5 separate regions of the Sus scrofa genome follow, and all the other regions are linked to region 1. A link is a contact called in public Hi-C, HiChIP or PLAC-seq and promoter capture Hi-C data. All regions are on one chromosome and are shown on one strand. The core of a region is the stretch at or near the end of the contact, and the rest is flanking DNA. Distances in the headings are between cores, read along the strand shown.

Evidence for each region. Promoter capture Hi-C pulls out the DNA fragments that hold promoters and counts their contacts. A called contact is a pair of places that touch in the nucleus more often than the background predicts. HiChIP or PLAC-seq counts read pairs in DNA pulled down with a chosen protein or histone mark.
Region 2: a promoter capture Hi-C map of liver shows a contact between it and region 1, with 4 times the contacts expected there. The contact joins the promoter of CDC37 here to the promoter of ILF3 in region 1. A contact is called at or near these places in 3 of 5 promoter capture datasets (fetal liver, fetal skeletal muscle and liver), 12 of 47 Hi-C or Micro-C datasets (alveolar macrophages, blood, heart right ventricle and 8 more) and 1 of 2 datasets of contacts at active chromatin or transcription factors (alveolar macrophages).
Region 3: a Hi-C map of retroperitoneal adipose tissue shows a contact between it and region 1, with 1.7 times the contacts expected there. The contact joins the enhancer-like site here to the promoter of ILF3 in region 1. A contact is called at or near these places in 3 of 5 promoter capture datasets (fetal liver, fetal skeletal muscle and liver), 3 of 47 Hi-C or Micro-C datasets (heart right ventricle, retroperitoneal adipose tissue and skeletal muscle) and 1 of 2 datasets of contacts at active chromatin or transcription factors (alveolar macrophages).
Region 4: an H3K27ac HiChIP or PLAC-seq map of alveolar macrophages shows a contact between it and region 1. The contact joins the promoter of CARM1 here to the promoter of ILF3 in region 1. A contact is called at or near these places in 2 of 47 Hi-C or Micro-C datasets (embryonic fibroblasts and liver) and 1 of 2 datasets of contacts at active chromatin or transcription factors (alveolar macrophages).
Region 5: a contact with region 1 is called in a promoter capture Hi-C map of liver, with 4 times the contacts expected there. The contact joins the promoter of TMED1 here to the promoter of ILF3 in region 1. A contact is called at or near these places in 1 of 5 promoter capture datasets (liver), 2 of 47 Hi-C or Micro-C datasets (heart right ventricle and skeletal muscle) and 2 of 2 datasets of contacts at active chromatin or transcription factors (alveolar macrophages and skeletal muscle).

The regions. Positions count from the first base shown.
Region 1 is chr2:69,412,530-69,415,157 of Sscrofa11.1, reverse strand. ILF3 (interleukin enhancer-binding factor 3) reads right to left here and starts at 1,283. Exons shown (of 20, transcript XM_021083797.1): 1 at 1,010-1,283.
Region 2 is chr2:69,211,615-69,214,242 of Sscrofa11.1, reverse strand. CDC37 (cell division cycle 37) reads left to right here and starts at 1,334. Exons shown (of 8, transcript NM_001123096.1): 1 at 1,334-1,529. The coding sequence starts at 1,428. It overlaps LOC110259341 (a long non-coding RNA gene), which reads right to left and starts at 1,411. Exons shown (of 3, transcript XR_002341637.1): 1 at 1-1,411.
Region 3 is chr2:69,228,942-69,231,569 of Sscrofa11.1, reverse strand. It overlaps a transcript of PDE4A not described here. Among named protein-coding and RNA genes, the nearest start is that of CDC37, 17 kb to the right of the region's middle. Within about 2 kb of position 1,284, at least 7 of the 83 cell types and tissues checked have an H3K27ac peak or open chromatin away from gene starts, as enhancers often do. A contact at or near this core is called in alveolar macrophages, liver and retroperitoneal adipose tissue, where this site is marked.
Region 4 is chr2:69,600,796-69,603,423 of Sscrofa11.1, reverse strand. It overlaps CARM1 (histone-arginine methyltransferase CARM1), which reads right to left and starts at 1,303. Exons shown (of 15, transcript XM_021083821.1): 1 at 1,048-1,303. The coding sequence starts at 1,267.
Region 5 is chr2:69,575,122-69,577,749 of Sscrofa11.1, reverse strand. TMED1 (transmembrane emp24 domain-containing protein 1) reads left to right here and starts at 1,329. Exons shown (of 4, transcript XM_003354060.4): 1 at 1,329-1,879; 2 at 2,570-2,628. The coding sequence starts at 1,697.

The sequences.
Region 1 (2,628 bases), core at 34-2,533:
TATTGAGAAGAGACGGCTTACTCTCCCCAAGTTTAGACACTGAACTGGGCAAGAGCATGTTGATCCTTAAACATCCCAAATAATATCCCCAGGCGAAGAACTGCCCAGGGCAAAACCTCTAAAGCAACCCCAAGAATCTCAGTCACTCAACAACTTGAGGAAGTAAGCTAGAAAAGAATTTTAAGCGCTCATGTTTGGGTCTCAATCTGGAAGATCACAGGGCACCCAAATATCACATCTGATCACCATTTTGAGGGAGAATCGGGAAAAAATTCAACATCAATGAAACATCTAAAATAAATGAAGTGAAAGCTTAAAATAAACCTTTTAGCAATTCTGGATCCGGATCTGGGGGAGGCCAGCCTAACCAGAGATTTAAAAACCCCATGAACCCACAAAGACCTCCTCTGCAATCCACTTAAGGACGGGGTTCCAGGGAGGGGGTCTGCCTCTCCGCTCCACGAAAAGACAAAGGAGGCGATGTTTCCCGCCTCGAGAACCTGGGACTCTCCTGGAACCCGGGACCGGAATGGGACAAAGAGAAGAGGTGGGGGGGTAGCCCCTGCTCCGCGGGGCAGGATGCTTCCAGTCGGAGGGGGGTGTGTGCTCACCGCACGTGCGCGTGTGCGCGCGTGGCGCCCCAACAGACAAAGCCCGACCCGGGGGAGGCGGCAGCCGGGGGCCCAGTGCGCGCGCACCCCCGCGAGAGGCGCCACCGCCGGCCGAGGGGCCGCGAAGGGGGGGGCGGATGCGCGCGCACCGGGCCCTCGCCGCCGCCGCCATTTTGTCTCCTCGGCACAATGGGGGAGAGTAACGGCCGAGCGCGGGAGGTAGGCTAGCAAAGGAGGAAGGAGCCAGGCACTGGGGCGAGAGAACCAAACGAAAGCAGGGAACACAAGGCGCCTCAGGCCTTATCTCCGCAACTCCTCACCCGAGCCCGCGCTGAGGAGAGAACGGGGGGAGGGGGAAAGGCGGGAGCGGGCCCGGCCGCCGCCACATTGACGCTTACCTCGTCTGGGTCCCTTTCCTCGACAGCAACCACCGCCCTCCGGCCACAGCCCGCCTCGGTCTTCCCCAAAAAGCCACGCGGTACGCACCGGGCTGCTGAGTCCAACTGCAATGGCGAGAAGAGGAGGAGGAGGAGCCGGGGCCGGGGACGAGCTGGCGGGCGGGCGCGCGCTAGGGAGGTGCGGAACCACGTGACCGGGCGGAGCCACGCCCCCTGCCGCCTCGTTACCGCTCGACGCAGGCCCAGCGGGAGAGGCAGGGAGGGAGGAACAGAGAAAAGAAGGCGGGCCCTGGTCACGTGACAGAACCGTAAGACGTTACGTGGCGTCGGGACGTTTTCCTCCTCTTTCCACGCCTTTGCTTGATCATGTGACAGTGGCAAATTCGGAGATCTCCTTGGCCATGTGATAAGGACTTTTGCTCCTTGCCTTTGCGGTATTGGTAGGCCTGTTTCATGTGACAACATTGCCTTTCTTTTTTTCAATTGCGGTTTTTGAGCGGCCATTACCACGTGAGGCCGAGGGAGGGGCGGAGCCTCCCTGGTCTCCTAGTTTATGCGCTTGCGCGGCCGCCATCTTACGCCCGTCGCCAGGAGTACGTTGGCGGAAACGGTCAGAGAGGCTGGCTCTTGAGCGTCCTCATGGTGGCTGGTGTTGCTAGAAGAGGTTCGCTCTGCTACTGAAGCGGTACGGTGGCACTTCCTTCCCACTGCCTGCTTTTTCCACGAGAGGCCGAGCAGACTCGAGCTGTGTGTGTGAGGAAAGGTCGGACAGAACTCCTCGTTGCTGCTTCGGCATCCGGGTCTTTGGTGTTGAAACTTTTTCACGGGTAGCGCCCCGCTAAACTACCCGGCCCGGAGCCTCTGAAGGGCAGAGCCCAGTTGGTCAGAATCTTCCAGTCCCCCATTCACAGATGAAGAAATTGAGGCCCGATCCAGAAAAAGACCCGACTGAAGGCCTCACTGTCTTTTGCGGGAAATCTGGGACTTGGACTGAGACACTTGGCCAGCCACATCTTGGCGGGGAGGTCGGGGTCATAAGTAAAGGCATGGGGGACCGAGCGTCATCACTTTACGATCCTGGTGTTGTTGCATCCTCTTGGGAGCCTCAGATCCTCAGTGTACAATCTATGCCTAAGCTAAGTCCTGCTTTCTTCCAGAATCAGGATCAGTCAGGCGTTGGTAGACAAGTGATAGAGACATTGCTGAGATTCGGAGGCAAGTAGTTCAGGACTTAACGGCCTAAATAAATCTTTTTTGCAGAAGCAGGAATAGTGTAGCTAGTTTAAGAATGCAAGATCCCGAGTTCCCATCTCGGCTCAGTGGAAATTAATCCGACTAGCATCCATGAGGACTCAGGTTTGATCCCTGGCCTCCTCAGTGGGTTAAAGATCCCGAGTTGCCCTGAGCTGCGGTTTAGGTCGCAGAGGGGTCCTGTTCTGGCGTGGCTGTGGCATAGGCCAGTAGCTACAGCTCCGGTTAGACCTTCCTGGGAGCTTCCATATGCCTGGCTGCAACCCTAAAAAAAACCAAAAAAATTTTTAAGAAAATGCAAGATCCAGGGTCGCCCTAAGTTTGGGTCTCTGTATAATCAAGACTAGTGCACCTCCCTGAGCTTCTCT
Region 2 (2,628 bases), core at 85-2,584, 200 kb after region 1:
CTTTGTTGTTTGCTGGTGTGTGTGTGTGTGTGTGTGTGTGTGTGTGTGTGCGCGCGCGCGCACGCGCGATTGTCAGACCTGAGGTGTGGGTCCGTGCGCGCGCGAGCCCAGGCCGTGACGGCTGCTGAGATGCTGGACTGCCGGGGCTGGAGAGGGAGGAGGAGGAGAGGGGGACTCCCCCGCCCCCGCCCGCCTCCTTGCCGGTTTGAATGAAGCGTGAGGGGGAGGGGAGGCAGCGGGCAGGAGCTTTGTCAGGACGTGTCCCCTCCCCTTCCCCCGACTGGGGAATCCCCTCCCATCCCCCCTGCGCCCCCATTTAGAGACCTTTACTCCTTTCTCTCCAGCCTTTTCCCTCCAAACGCCCACTCTGGGGGAGTCTGGAAGAGGCGCCCTTCACGCAAGTGGTTGAAGCTTCTCCCATCCCCCACGCCATCGGAGCATCCTTTAATCTGAGATAATCCCGGCCCTAGGCTGCAACGCGGCCTTTTATCCTGGTATCAAAGCGTGGGTAGGGATATATGAAAGTGTGTGGCTGGGGTCGCTCAAGCTCAATGTAAGAGTCCTTAGAGCCCAGGACCAGAAAAGGGGCCCCAGACGAAAGGGGAAGGCCTGCTAGCGGTCCTAGAGCACTACCACCGGGAAAGATTCCCCACTTGGTGTGAGGCCAGAAGCACTGGCCGCTAGTTAGACATTGGTGCCACCCAGCGGCCGCACGGGGAGACGCTGTGGATCGGCTCCCGAGACTAGTTAAATGAAGTCTGGGTGATTCCGAAGGGGGGCGCGCGAATCCCCGTTCAGGAGTGGCAGAAGCGAGGAGGAGGCTGTGGTTCGAGCCGGGGAAACACCAGGCCCCAAGGCAGAGCCACAGCACTCCCATCACCTCCAACCCCTCAAGGGCAGGGCCATATCCTTCCTTCACTTAGACCCTCCCAGGACAGGGTCCTGTACCCCTCGGACTGGGAAGGTCCTTCCATATCAGACAACCTCCCCAACACAGCTAAATCCCCCTTCACAAGGAACCCAGCAGTGGGCTAGGGCTGACGTCACTGCAGCGTGGCTAAGAGGACAATCCTCTCCCTCAGGCTCGCCAACTGCTCACTTACGGCCGCCGTAAAGGCCCACTATGCGGCGGCAGGAGATTAGCGGGGCTCGAGGTTGGAGAACCCACTCATATACCCCCCAGGAAGTGCCCGAAGCAGGATGGGATGAGGTTTGAGGGAGAATCCCAGGAGTTGGGACACGTGCGCAGGGCTCTTTAAGAACTCGGTCGCCAGGGCCGCTGCCAGGGTTACTAAGGATGTGACGTCACGTGCGGGCGGGGGCGTGCGCGCCCAGACGGAAGCGGAAGGGGCGGGGCTCGGCGGTCCGAGTCTCCGTGCTGCCGCTACCGCCGCCAGAGTCGGAGCTGGCTGGGCCGCCAAGGCAAGATGGTGGACTACAGCGTGTGGGATCACATCGAGGTGTCTGACGATGAAGACGAGACGCACCCCAATATCGACACTGCCAGCCTCTTCCGCTGGAGGCACCAGGTAGAGCGCGCGCGGCCAGCCCCTTCCCCCACTCCCGGGTCTCTGCTTCAGAGTTCTGACTTCAGATACTGCTAGGAACCCGGCCATGGACACCTGAGATTCCCACCCTACAGTCTGGACTTTCAGTAGCGCCCAGGGTTCTTCGATTCAACTCCGGGATCCCAGAACTTCCGGGACCCTTGAGTCCCTTGCCTGCTATCCGAGCCTCCCCCTGCCGATTTCTTCTTGGAACTCCCAGTTCACCCCTAGGGCACCTTCTTCAGAGTTTAACTACCAAGACAAGCTTTGGGCTTCCCCCCCAGTTCCGTTTGGGACCTTCCATTTACGCTCCGAATCTTACCTCAGAATCTTGACCCTGATCCTATTCAAGTACCCCCTTGTGATCTTGGACATCCCATGGGCCCCTCCCAATCCCTAGAGTTCCCAGTACTTTAAGTTGTAAGTCTGTTCTTCGATCGGCCTTTCTGGGTCCCAGTGGTGATTCCCGTTTAGATCCAGAAATCCTCTAAATACAACAAGGAATTCTGTCCTTCCTTGAGATTTCTGTTCCTGGCGTGGGACTCCAGCCCACACCCAGGACCCCTTTCCTGGAACTTAAACCAGTGCCCATCAGTATCCTTAGTCCCATCTAGGACTGGCATTTTGAAACCTAGTTCCCTTTCAGATTGAACCACCAGCTCTACCCTTGATGGAGCTTCCAATTCCGGCCACTCTCCTTCAGCCTCACATACTGTAGACCCAGTTTCCCATTATGTCAGGAAATCCTACCCACGTGGCTTCCCCCCAGCTAGAGCCCCTGCCCCTGCTTGGTACTGCAGACCCAGTCACCAAACTCTCCCCCCCACCCAAGACAGGCTTCCTGTAGGAGTCAGCTTTGGAAAGCCTCATTCAAATGCAAGTCCAGGACCCAAACCCACCCCTTCTTCCTTCTGACCCTAGCATGGACTGCTGATCTCAGACACCCAGAGTGACCCTGCTTTTACCAGAAACCCTCCCAGTCTGATTCCAGATTCATTGCCCTACTTTTACTTATTCCCCAAATCCAGACTCCAGGATCCCAAAGTCTGTTCTCTTGCCCTTCTCCCACCCAGCAGTGTTC
Region 3 (2,628 bases), core at 35-2,534, 180 kb after region 1:
CTCAGCTGCAGCAACACTGGATCCTTAACCCATTCTGCCAGGCAAGGGATCGAACCTGCATGCCAGTGCTGCAGAGACACCACTGATCCTGTTGCACCACATCAGGAACTCTTTACACCAGACTTTGACAACAGGGTTCTTACTAGCCCCATATCAGGGATGGGGAAGCTGAGACCCAGAGAGACAAGTGACTTGGCCAGCGTCACCCAGTCTGGAAGGAATACAGCTGGATTATGAATTGAGTTGTCTCGGAGGTCCCATTGTGGCTCAGTGGGTTAGGAACTCAACTAGTATCCATGAGGATTTGGGTTCGATTCCTGACTTCGCTCATTGGGTGAAGGATCTGGAGTTGCTACATCATAGGTCACAGATGTAGCTCGGATCCAGAGTTGCCATGGCTGTGGGGTAGGCCGGCAACTGCAACTCTGATTTGACCCCTAGCCTGGGAACTTCCATGTGCCACAGGTGCGGCCCTTAAAGAAAAGAAAAAAGGGGTCCCCTTCATGGTTCAGAGGTTAACGAATCTGGCTAGGATCCATGAGGATGCGGGTTTGATCTGTGGCCTCAGTCAGTGGGTTCAGGATCCAGTGTTGCTGTGAGCTGTGGTGTAGGTCACAGATGCAGTTCAGATCCCACGTTGCTGTGGTTGTGGTGTAGGCTGGCAGCTGCAGCTCCAATTCGACCCCTAGCCTGGGAACCACCATATGCCACAGGTGTGGCCCTTTAAATAAATAAATAAGTAAATAAGTAAAACCAACCCTGACCATGGCCTACAAGGCCCTTCCTGATCTGTCCCATCACCTCCCTGCCTCATCTCGTTCCAGCACCCCTTGCTCACTCTGCTTCAGCCACATGTGCTCCCTGCTTTTTCCCCAACATGTGAGACACACTCCTACCTCAGACCCTTTACACGGGCTGTTCTCTCTGTTTGTCATTCTCAACTCTCAGGCACCCATATAGCATTCTCTTTCACTTCATTTAGGTCTCTGCTCAGATGTCACCTCCTCAGAGATGCCTTCCCTGACCTCAGGGTCCCTCATTTCTTTATGTCCCTTGTGTCACCATCTGGAATTATCAAATGCTTTTACTTGCTATTTCTTCCTCACTACCTAGTCTGGGAACCCCAGGACAGCAGAGACTGGGGCCATTTCATTCTTCACACCAGCCTGAAAATGCTCAATCAATGTTTATGGAGTGGGGAGTTCCCTGGTGGCCTAGGGGCTAAAGGGTCTGGTGTCATCCCTGCAGTGGCTTGGGTCACTGCTGTGACAAGGGTTCTATCCCTGGGCAGGGAACTTCTGCATGCCTCAGGCACGGCAGGAAAAAAAAGTTGCAGAATAAATGGCTCTGTTGCAGATGAGGAAACTGAGGTCAGGAGAGATGAAATCCTTTCCCAAGGTCACATGGCAAGTTAAGGGCAAAGGCTGGTTTGGGGCTCTTACTCATGAGTGAAAACAGTGGGCTCAGACATCTTCCCAAACTCTGTCCTCCCTCTGTCAATCTAGTTCCTTCAGGCCCAAGGCCCTAATTTCCTGCAACTCAGAGGAGTTTGCGGTCAATCTGTTGCTGGGGAGAGAGGGGGGACCCTAGCAGCCAGGGCCCAGGACTGTGGTTTGGGGGACTCCCCCCTTTCCCTCTGCTAAGGAAGTACATTTTGAGGAAGTGAAGTTCTCAAGACACTATCTCCCGGCTGTCTGGCCCCAACGCCAGCCTTACTGCAGCCCTGGGGGTGGGCAGATCTTATTCAGCAGGACTTACTGATAAAGAGAATGAGGCAGAGAGAGGAATAATGCTAGCCCCAGGTCACAGAGCGACACAGTCAGCAGGGCTACAATCTGAATCTCACCCACTGGCCTGAAGTCCAGGAAACCTGGTTTTTAACCACAATTCTGCCCTTCCTCGATGTGTGACCTTGGGCAAATCACTTGTCTCTCGGTTTCTTAGGCAGGAATGGAAAGCCAAAGAATAAAAACGCAGGTTGGGGAGTTTGTGTTGCGGAGCAGCGGAAACGAATCCAATTGGTATCCAAGAGGATGCCGGTTCCATCCCTGGCCTTGCCCAGTGGGTGGGGGATCCCGAGTTGCCATGAGCTGTGGTGTAGGCAGCAGAGGCCCCTCGGATCCTGCGTTGCTGTGGTGTAGGCCGGCAGCTGTAGCTCCGATTCGACCCCTAGCCTAGGAACTGCCATATGCCACTGGTGCGCTCCTAAAAAGCGGGAAAAAATAAAACCTCAGGTTGGTGTTGGGAGGCCCTGGCATGGGCATCATGATGGGCAAGCGTGCGAGGAGGCGAGATGGGAACTCCGCGTCCTCAACTTTTCCGCCAAGTTCCTCTCCATCCGCCAGGTGGCCCTTCTCCACTATGTACAGCCGGGGCGGGGGAGAGGGGGTGTTGGGGGCTGGGGTTTGGGGTGGGGTCGAGGATGGAAGTAGCGGCCTGGTCCCAATCAGGGGTGGGCGAGAGCCTCGTCCTCAGCCTGCGGTTGACCGACCTGGCGCCCTCTCTCCGGGGCGCTCAATAAACATGAAATAGTAATACGGGACGCTGCGGCAGTGGCGGCGGCGGCGACTTGACTCTGCTTGAGGACGAGAGTGCGGGAGGCAGGTCTGGACTCCGAGAGCACACTCA
Region 4 (2,628 bases), core at 54-2,553, 190 kb before region 1:
AAACTCACAGAGGCCAAAGCCAGGAAAGGCCTCCTCAGTGACTCCCCAGAGCATCAGGGCAAGAAACCCGGAGAGACAAAGCTAAGTGTAACAGTATAACAAAATGTGAAGGCGGAATCCTGACAGAAGACAACAGATAAGAAAGAGTAACAAGAGGAAGAAAAAGGATAAACTACAAAGAAGCAGAGTCCTCGGCAAACACCTTTGTAATTTTTTCCCCCCACCGAAATGTCAGTTTTGAAACTCGCTTCTGAAAATTCAGCCCACTTCTCACATCCCCAAAAAGGAAAATCGGAGGACCGTGGCGAAGAAGGAGGCAATGTTACCCCTTACTTCAGAGCCGGGCATCAAGAAGGGACCCTACCCATCCACGTATCCACGAGGCTCACAGCCAGTGGCTCGCACCAACCTCGCATGGGCCCTCTCCTCAGATCTAGAAGTTTCCCACTCGGGGGTCCGGATTGCCAAGCCCTCCGGATGGGTGGCACAGGGTCCTCCAGGCTGGGCACCACTTTCCAACCGTCCTTGGCAGTTCAGAGGGTCTCCCGAGGTGGCCACACACCCCCTCCTCCCAGCTAGGGCGGCCACACCCGCCCCCAGACTCCCACCTCTCCCACGCCTCAGGCCCCCTCCCCTCCCACCCAGCCTCCACAACCCCAGCTTCCTGCGAATTCTCCCTTCCACTCGCGGCCCCCCACTTCCTGCTCACCCCCTCCCAATCTCAGGGCCCTCACTACTCCCCCATTTCCCGCTTCCCTCCATAGTCCGGGCACCTCACCTCTGGCCACCACGCACGCCCTCTTTTTCTGCCGCTTGACACCGTCCCTCCACACCCCTCAACTCGGGGACCCGCACACCTAACTCCCCCGGCTCGGCCCCAAGGACCCCACCCCAGGCCCCCACGAGTCAGGGCCCCTCACCCTCGGGGCCCCGGGCCCCTCACTGTGGTCGCGTCCCTCCCGCCCTGGGCCCCCCGCCCTGCCGGCCTCGTGCGCAGCCCCCGCGCGCAACCCGGCCCTCGGCCCGGCCCCGGAGCCCCGCACTCACGGCTGTAGAGGGCGATGCCCGCCGCGTCCGGGCCGGCGCGCACCTCGAGGCGCAGTGCCTGCTGCTCCGCGTGCCGCTGGATCTCGCCGTTCGCGTCGCCGATGGTGAGGAGGCGGGCGCCGGGGAACACGGACACGGCCCCGCAGGGCCCCGCGACACCCGGGCCGGCCGCCCCTGCGCCGCCCACGCCCGGCCCCGCCGCCGCCGTCGCTGCTGCCATCTTAGATCCGGCTCCAGGCCCCGCCGCCGCCGCCGCCGCCGCGCCCGGGCCCAGGCCGCCGCCGCTGCCGCCGCTGCCGCCGCCGCGCAGGCCGAGGCAGAGGCCGAGCCGGGCAGCGCCGCCTGCCGGCCACGCGCCGCCTCGCCGCCACCGCGGCTGCTGCCCGGCCCCGTGGCGCAGCGCCCCCTGCCGGCGGCCCTGGGCGCTGGGAGGGAGCACGCTGGAGGGGCGGGGCCTGCCCCACCCAACCCCGCCCCGCCCCGCGCGAGCGGTCGCCGCTTTGTGAGGTGACTCCGCGGTCCAGGAACAGCGGGGACAAGAGCGTACGTCGGGGGAGGTGCTTGCGGCGCGAACACGCCCCTGGGCCTCGGCCCCGCCCCCCGCCCGGCGCGGCCTGAACTGCCGGCGGTGCTTTGTGAGGCAGTGAGGCCGCCGAGGCCCGGGGAGGGAGGGGGCCGGAACGCGCGTCAGGGGGACGGTGCTTATGCCCCGGACACGCCCCCTTGCCCCGCCCCGACAGTCGTGCCCAGAGAGGTGGCTCCCCAGCTAGAAAAACGGCGGGGGCGGACCTGACGCCCAGCAGCTCCGACACGCCCCTGAAGCTTGGGTCCGCCCGTTGCCCCTCCCGGCTTTGTGAGGTGACACGCTGAGGGGCGGGGTCCAGCTGCGAAGAGGCCCCGCCCCTACACCGGTCCTGTTCCCTCCCGCTTGCTTTGTGAGGCTCTGGGTTCAGGGGAAGACCGGAGTGAGGGGCGGGGACAGGACGTAGGGACACGCCCCAGCCGCAGCCGGCGGGATGGAAAAACAGTTTGAGTTAGGACTTGACCCCAGTACCCCACCGGGAACTCCTGCCTGAGCACTCAGCCACTCCTCCGCTCCACTCCATCATCTCCAGCCCCTTACTCTAGGGCCCTCCTCCTCCATCCTCAGCCCTTCACTGTCTTCTCCCCTACAAAAAATTCTTGGACCCCTCCTTTAGCCCCTTTCCTCTTCTACTTTCCCTGCCCCGAATGATGGCTGGCCAGCAAATCGGGGCCAAGTGCCCCTTTCCATACACACACAAACACATATCTGTCTTCCCTCCAGTTCCCCCCTCCACTGGTCCAGGGGCCCATTCTCTTTGGGGGAGTTCCAAAGGGGTTTGCAGCCACATTCTCCAGCTGCCTCTCTAACCTAGACCTGCTCATTTAGTACTGTCCTTCCCAATGTTCCTCTTCCTCCACCCCACCATCATTCCACCTCCTGTGCTCACCAATACAAAGAATTTAGCTGAGGCCCACGTGGTACTACCCCATCCACGCACCCCCGAGAGCTTCCCCATACACCACACTGAGTGCTACAATCAGTGATTGGACCCCAGA
Region 5 (2,628 bases), core at 80-2,579, 160 kb before region 1:
GGATTAGACCCCCAGCCTGGGAACCTCCTTATACCGTGGGTGCGGCCCTAAAAAGACAAAAAAAAAGTTATTACTCATTCTTCACAACTACTTCAAAGTGTCTGAGTAGTCTGAATGACAGAAACACTTGGAATGAAAAAGAGTATCAAACGTGACCACCAGTGAACTTTGACATTACAAAGTGCTCCTTCCCCAAGCTCTCCAAATGCAAGAAAGGGCTGACTACCACTAGCTGTACTCTAAGAGTAATTGTTACCACCTGCTAATCTCTCTCAGGCCTAACTTGATTCAAAATTTCCATGTAAACTTTTTTTTTTGGTCTTTTTGCCTTTTCTAGGGCCACTCCTGCGGCATATGGAGGTTCCCAGGCTAGGGGTCTAATTGGAGGTGCAGCCGCCGGCCCCAGAGCTACAGCAAAGCGGGATCTGAGCCGCGTCTGCGATCTATACCACAGCTCACGGCAACGCCGGATCCCTAACCCACTGAGCAAGGCCGAGGGATCGAACCCGCAACCTCATGGTTCCTAGTCAGATTCGTTAACCACTGCGCCACGATGGGAACTCCTCCATCTAAACATTTTGTGTTATGTTTAGATGGAAACACCAAATAAGTGTTCCTTTCCAATGACGTCTTTGCTAATCTGTCTGTTTTCCAGAGGGAGGTCGACTCCAAATTCTCTAAACCAGACTGAAAGACACAACGCCCAATGGAGGAAGAGAAACCCAGAATAAAACAGCTATTTACCGAAGGTCTATGATGTGGCAAGCACTAAATAAACATCATCTCACAACAGCCCAACGAAGTAGGACTAATATCACCCATTTTACGGATGAGGCAATTGAGGTCCAGTAGTGAAGCCCGTGGCGTGTCTTGAACTGAGCAACCTCTCAAGCCCACACTCTTCTTCCCGCTTCTTGCTAATGCTAAGCAACTGGGCTGTCGTTCCTCATACCCTGGGCTACTTCAATCACCGTTTACCTGCTGACCATCGAGTTTGAGACCCTTTGGGGTTTAGGGTGGGGACAGGCCTCTCTGACTCTGGGCAAGAAATGCAGTGCTCATTAGGCTCCTCATCTCACTTCTCATCACCTCCAATTTACAGAAGAGGAAACGGAAAAAATGACGGTCCTAAGATGCTAGGAAATGAGGAGGTCAGGCGTCGGACCAGCGACCACGATTACAGACGCAGAATAAGCCTGAACCACGTTTATATAAAAAGGTCTCCACCCGCCCTAGCTAAACCTTTTTATATGCTAGTCCTACGGGTCGCGTGGAGGGCCATGCCCCACCTCTATTTTTGACCAGCTACATCCACATTGAATCGCACAAGGGTCGTCGCGTGCGGGGTACTCTGGGAAAACAGCAAGGACCCAGCCGCCTCTACCATCGTTGTCTTAGATTTTGCCTGAGAAGAATATGCCATCATGGTACTTATTCTTTTAAACTTTCCCCCAACAGCGTTTGGGACCAGAAGTGGAGGCTTTTCAAAGATAGAGTGTGTAGGAAGTCCAGCGTTTTTAGGTTCATCAGGCATTTATTCGGTCAACTAGTCTCTCAGGGGGTCCTGCACTCCTAGCTCCGCGGCCTTCAGACAACGGAGTGAAGCGGCGGCCAATGAGTTCCGTCGAGTAGCAGAAGGGGCAGGGCTAACCCTTAAAGGAACCGCGACCTGTTAGCAAATCGGAGGGTGACCCAGATGATGGCGGCCAGCACGGCCCTAGCCTTGGCCCTATGGCTACTATTGCCTCCAGTGGAGGTAGGAGGGGCAGGGCCCCCACCGATCCAGGATGGCGAGTTTACATTCCTGCTTCCTGCGGGGCGGAAGCAATGTTTCTATCAGTCTGCGCCGGCCAACGCAAGCCTGGAGACTGAGTACCAGGTAGAGGGTGCCGGATCGGGGAGCCGGCGAAGACAGGGAGAGGGGGCGTGGCCAAACTGAGCCAGCGATGCATGCCTTGAAGAAGGAAGGAGGAGGAGCCCGTGCGTAAGAACGCGGGGTCTGAGTCAGGGAGAGCTAGGGGCGGGGGTAGTGCTTTGGAGAGGAAGGGGTGGATGTTTCGGACAAAGGCGGGGCTAGAAATGGGAGAGCGGGGAGGCGGGGCCATTGAAAGAGGGAGGCCTTCAGCGGGCAGGACTCTCGCGGGTGGGCGTGGCCTAAAGAGGTGTCAATTGAGGTGGAGGCGTGGCCATGATGTGGCACAAGAAAGGGAGTGGCCAACACGAGGATTTCCCGGGGAAAGGGTGAAGGCAAGGGCTTCAAGCAAGGCTCCATTATATTATTTGGGTTGTGGCCAAGCCGGACATAATCTGGTAAACGTTGATTAAGAACTGTGTATGCGGGCGTGACCAGATTTAGGAGCCCATCCCAAGGCCCCCCAAATCTATGGAGGCGGAGCCAAGGCAAGGGGCGTGGCCAAAAGGAGTGGAAGGGGCAGGACCACCGTGAGGGTGGTTTCCAAGCTCCGGTAGGCCCCTGGTGATGGTCTGCTTGGGTCGGTCCAGTCATGGCCTTCTGCCAGGTGCCCTTGGTCTACCCTTAGTCCTCCACCCGCTCTTACCTGCCCCCCAGGTGATCGCAGGTGCTGGGCTGGACGTGGATTTCACTCTGGAGAGCCCTCAGGGAGTGCT